2 separate regions of the Mus musculus genome follow, and region 1 is linked to region 2. A link is a contact called in public Hi-C data. All regions are on one chromosome and are shown on one strand. Each heading gives the region's core, a stretch centred on a gene start, on an enhancer-like site or on the middle of the called end of the contact. The rest is flanking DNA. Distances are from core to core; before and after follow the strand shown. Region 1 has its middle 4.4 kb from the start of Col14a1. Region 2 has its middle 78 kb from the start of Mtbp.

Region 1 (2,766 bases), core at 109-2,608, 330 kb after region 2:
AATTCATCTTATTCCATTTATTACATATCTTAAAATATATATTTTTTGAGATAGTGTCATGTGAGTTAAATAACATGTGCTTATGGATCTAACCTATAATAAATAGAAGTTATATTCACACACTGGGGTTGTCATTTCCTTTTTTTAAAAAAAGATATATTTATTTTTATTCTTCTATGCATTGGTGTTTTACCTACAAGTATGTCTGTGCCTGTGAAGGCCAGAAAAGATTGCTAGATCCCCTGGAACAGGAGTTATAGACCACTGCAGTTAGACCATACTCTGTCATTCAGGGTTTTCTATCTTCTCTTAGTCAAAGGTTGATATAAGTTCCAAATAAGACTAACTAGTAGTCACTGCCTCAAATGTGAGTATTGTACGTTGGGATATAAAAGTGAAAATGATGATATTTTAAATTAATTTTTGGTTAGTATACAAAGAAATGTGACATTTTCATGAATATTCTTCATTCATCATTCATTGTACTATGTTTTTACACACACACACAGAGAGAGAGAGAGAGAGAGAGAGAGAGCCATCCCCTGTCCAATCCCACCCCTATGATGGTTCCCTTCCTCTCGTCAATTAGCTCCTACTTCTGTGTCACAAACCACCCCATCTTCCACTACTCCCTCCTGTTTCCCAGTCTCTTCTGACTTCATCTTCCCTCTCACCCTACTTGTTAATTTTCATGCCCTACACGCGCATACACATGCATGTGAATCTACATTCTTTTTTTTTTTTAAGATTTATTTATTTATTTATTATATGTAAGTACACTGTAGCTGTCTTCAGACGCACCAGAAGAGGGCATCAGATCTCATTATGGGTGGTTGTGAGCCACCATGTGGTTGCTGGGATTTGAACTTCGGACCTTCGGAAGAGCAGTCGGGTGCTCTTACCCACTGAGCCATCTCACCAGCCCGAACAATTATGGGTCAGAGTTTTGTTTGTTTGTTTGTTTTTGTTTTTTGTTTTGTTTTGTTTTGTTTGAGGCAGTGTAGCCCTGGCTGTCCTGGACCAGGCTGGTCTCGAACTCAGAAATCCGCCTGCCTCTGCCTCACAAGTGCTGGGATTAAAGGCGTGCGCCACCACGCCCAGCTTACATTCTTTATATTCAAGAAAACATATTCCGTTTCTTCTGAATTGGGCTTGTTTTGCTTAACCTTGTGAACTCCAGATCTATCTGTTTTCCTGGGAATTATTTCGTTTCCCTTTACAGCTAAACAAAATCCCATTATGTACACACAGCGCATTTTGCTCGATTTCATCTCATTGCACACTAACTCTAAGGCCTGAAGGAACAATACGCTTGTTTGTACCTGACGCACCTCCAACATCCAGTTGGAATGGCCTCTCCACCTGACTGACTTTTGACCCAGAACTGAAGCTGAACTTTGGGCCTCCGTTCTGATGAAATTGCCCCTGCTGTGTCGTGGTTGTTCAATGTCTTGAATAGCAAACAGCCTTGCCCACGTCTCCCAAAACATTTACCCCTCTCTTTCTGGAGATCCTGTCTCTGCCATGAGCAGTCCTCCATATGCCAGATGTGATTTCTTTTCCTGCAAATGGGGGAACTTCAAACAAGGCTGCTTTTAGCTGAGAATTCTTGAAGGGCTCTAAAGTTTTAAGAAAGCTTGCCCAGATTCACCCAGGCTCAACGAAAACCCAATTCTAGACTCTGTTTTAACTCCTGGGTCTGCACTTTTATTATTGTGATAATAATATAGACAACCTCTTCCAAATAACATGAGTGATGCCTTCCATGTATTTTTTTTACAGGTTTTGCTTTACAAAAATACATTTGAGTTTATCATCCTATATTTAGTACATTAACTCTGCAAGATTCGAATCACTCTGGAGGTTCAACTGATGCTGACTCATGCTGTCCTGTGGCACTACAGCTCCTTTCTGACAATCGCCATTCATACTCCTGAGCAAGTGATTAAGACATTCCTCATCTTTTCAACTCCGTGGCTGGGATCAAAGTCATGATGTTAATGACGCCAAGCTTTTCATGTGTGACAGCATGCTGTCAGGGCGTGCATGTTACATAAAGGGTTCTATTCATAGCATAATTGTGCTAGAGCAGGCCTGCAATTATCCATGTGCCAACCCCCCTTTCACTTTACAGTGAATTAGCTACCCCATCCAAATCCCCACAAAAGAGCCAGTGGCAGATATTGCTAGATCAATGTCATATAACTAAAAGTCAAGACTCTCGGCAATCATAATATCATCAAGAAGAGCCCTTATTTAGAGTCTTTAATTTTAGCTATGCTATAAGAACTCATTTGGCTTATTTTTGTTTGTTTAATCATTATTTTACTAAAATAATACAGGACTGGAGAGATTGCTCAGTTGCTAGAGTACTTAGCTAGAATGCACGAAGACCTAGCACCAGATAACTTGAGCAAAATGGCGCACATGTGTAATCCTAGCCCTTGGAAGATAAAGACAAGACCATGAGTTCCAAGTTATTCTTGGCTATGCAGAAGGTTGGTGGCCAGTCTAGACTGCATGAAACCCTGTCTCCAAATAAAATGTGTATGCTCAGTTTTCAAAGTCAGGAATCCTGAAAATGTGAAAAGTGTAAATAGTGCTATCTTGTTCTACCTAAATATCATCTTTTACTCCTCCATATCATCTGACATTTTTGAGTCTATACGTTTCTAGATAACATACATATGCTGACTGACTGGTGTTTTTGTCAACTTGACACAAACTAGAGTCATTTCAGAAGAGGGAACCTCAATTGGCGGCCTG
Region 2 (2,700 bases), core at 104-2,603:
TATAATTATTATGAACTACCCAGACCAAGGTATTTAATGAATGGCATCAATGAAGTATGGAAATAATTTTTGGGTGTATCTTGAGTGTTTTTTTTTTCTAAATCTGCCTGTGTTATAGCCCCTATGAATGTCATGTACAATTGATATATAAACTGAATAAATATTTGTCTCAGATCTCCAATGCCTAGGCTTATAATTTTAAGTATATCGTGGGATGAACTGAGCGGATGGTGGCTTCGTGACAGTCTCAGAGGACTGTGTGGGTGTGAAGACAGGCCATGTCTCTTTCCCATCAAGACTGGTCTTAGAAGTGTTGGCAGGGTAAGTTAATACCACTAGCAACTCAGAGCCCATTTAAAACACAGTCAGCATTTTATGCAACACAGCAAGTGTTGACAGATTTCCCCAAAATATTAATGTTTATCCCCAAATTCTTAATTTGAGTATAGTTTCAGACAGCTTTTCATCTACAATTTGAGACTCTCATTTTTAACTAAAATGTGACCCCTGCACCAAGCTCAAAAGTACTTAAATTCTCTATTGTACTGTAGTTGGGTTTTGTTGCAATTTCTTGCAATAAATGTAATGGGCTGATATTCAGAAGTCATTGAACTAACTGAAACTTTAGCAGTACTGAGATTAGATTTAGAACCATAGAGTCTGGGGTTTATAAAGACCTAAAGGCTGTGAAGCATATTTCTGTGCAGTTTTCTCGAGTGCTACCACCTCCCTGCGCTAATAAGGGGTATGATTTGCTAGGAACATGGCAGTAGGATGCTGATGTTGCAAGCTGCATAGACACCAATTAAAACTTTTTTAAAGTTCATACCATCTAAGTTCATCTTAGACATACACTGTGTCCCAGGAGCTGCATGACGGGCCACACTGACCTTGTAGCATATGCCGCTGCACTCGGGAACTCTTCTTGAACACTTTGGCATTGTGCATCGAGCCTGAAATTGAAATTTCTCAGTATGAGGAGGACGCTTCTTATCTCACCAGGCAGACCCATTCATTTGCTGGCTGGCTAGAGGTGTTTGAAAGGTCTTGCATTCCTGGCACCAAGACTTCTATTTGCCTACCCTTCAGTCATGACCCCTGTTTTACCCTAGAAAACACTGGAAGTCCGATTTTTCTTCCACAGCAACATCCTATACACAGAGACAAGTCAAGGCTGACAACAACTAACAAATGTAAAACAAGTCAAAGAAAGCTTTTAATTGGACATTTTGGTAGGAAAAAAGAGACCAAGATTAAAGTCTTCTCAGATGTCTAGTACTAAAGGTCACAACCAGCCTGGGTAAAGCCACTAGTAAATGTATTTGGCAATAATTTGGAGAACACTTTGACAAACACCTAAAAATTTTAAAACATGTACCTTTTGACCATGAGCTAGGATTGCACAAGTACACAAGACCTGATGTAGATAGATCATCTTTGTAGTGTTTGCAACCAGCTGAAAGACGAGGTATATCAATACAGTATCCTTGTACACTAACAGCTGGCACATTGATAAGAATGTTCTCTGTCTGCGTTGGCATAGACAAAATCAGTAAAATTGCAGCAAGATTCAAATCTTCCCCAAGGTTCTCATGAAGAGCCAGAAGCACCATCCTAGATACAACAGCTGGTTCTGCTTGACCTAAAGGTTTCTGCTCAGAGCAAACCAGTTGTTTGCTTGACAACACTGCCCCCCTTAGCTCTATCCCTTCCCTGCTAGGCAACCAGAAGATGCATACCTGGCTTTCTGTGTTCTTTCAGACTTGGATCAAAAGCCACTCAGTAGGGTATAAGTCCTGGCTTCCTAAAGAGTTGCTAAAAGAACTAGCCTGAATGTTGTGAGAATCCCTTCCCTGGGGAAGCATGAACAAAATATACCCTTCTTTCCCAGGTCCTAATAACCAACCAAAGTCTGATTCCACCAAGGTTTGACCCAGGAACAATGAACTTCTTGGACTTACGGAAGATTATTTGAGAAACTTCTTACAGGAATGATGCTGGAGAAATCTTCACTCAGCACGGATAATGACTGGCCCATAGCCACATCGGTGTTTCTTCCCATAGTGAACCTTTCCCTACCTATACGCTCTAGTATCTCCATATCCCAAGGCTACTTGCAATTAGGGCAGAATTGCATACAAATAGCAAGACGGTGCAAGGGGATTGGATTGAGGCTCAGGTGATGGTCCAATGATGCTCCCCGTATCCTTCTTATGACAGACTCTTGCAGGTAGGCATGGCTGAGCTGATGAGAAGGGGGGCTGTTTTGCTTAGAGGATAGCGCTTTAAAACACTGAGAGAAACAAAAACTGTGGTGAACTGAAATCTAAGAGGGCAAATTAAAGTTCACAGTATGGAGGGACTACTCAGTTCCTCTGTGATGCTTTCTATCTTCCTTTCAGGGTTCTTGACTGTGATAGTGCTAAAACATTCATCATCCATCTTGGGACAACCCATCTGACAAAGGATATCAGCCACTATCTCTTTGGTCCTTGCTTCAAGTTTTGTTTTCTAGTGAACATGATTCAGGAGCATTATTAATTTTACTCACAACATCGAACAGAAAACTGTTAAGAATAACTGGGCTATATATGGCAAGACACTGTCTCAAACACACACACACACACAAGAAATAAATAAAATAATTGGTGCAGATAGGGTGCTTGGGTCTGAGCATGGAGAAATAATAGAAACTTGGAG

Evidence for each region. A called contact is a pair of places that touch in the nucleus more often than the background predicts.
Region 1: a contact with region 2 is called in a Hi-C map of liver, with 1.9 times the contacts expected there. The contact joins two enhancer-like sites. A contact is called at or near these places in 1 of 39 promoter capture datasets (pre-B cells), 2 of 484 Hi-C or Micro-C datasets (the N1E-115 cell line and liver), 1 of 115 datasets of contacts at active chromatin or transcription factors (stem cell-derived neural progenitor cells) and 2 of 9 other capture datasets (embryonic stem cells and liver).

Annotation. Positions count from the first base shown.
Region 1 is chr15:55,301,988-55,304,753 of GRCm38.p6, reverse strand. No RefSeq gene overlaps it. Among named protein-coding and RNA genes, the nearest start is that of Col14a1, 4.4 kb to the left of the region's middle. Within about 2 kb of position 1,358, at least 6 of the 459 cell types and tissues checked have an H3K27ac peak or open chromatin away from gene starts, as enhancers often do. A contact at or near this core is called in liver, where this site is marked.
Region 2 is chr15:55,633,869-55,636,568 of GRCm38.p6, reverse strand. It overlaps a transcript of Sntb1 not described here. Among named protein-coding and RNA genes, the nearest start is that of Mtbp, 78 kb to the right of the region's middle. Within about 2 kb of position 1,353, at least 2 of the 459 cell types and tissues checked have an H3K27ac peak or open chromatin away from gene starts, as enhancers often do. A contact at or near this core is called in liver, where this site is marked.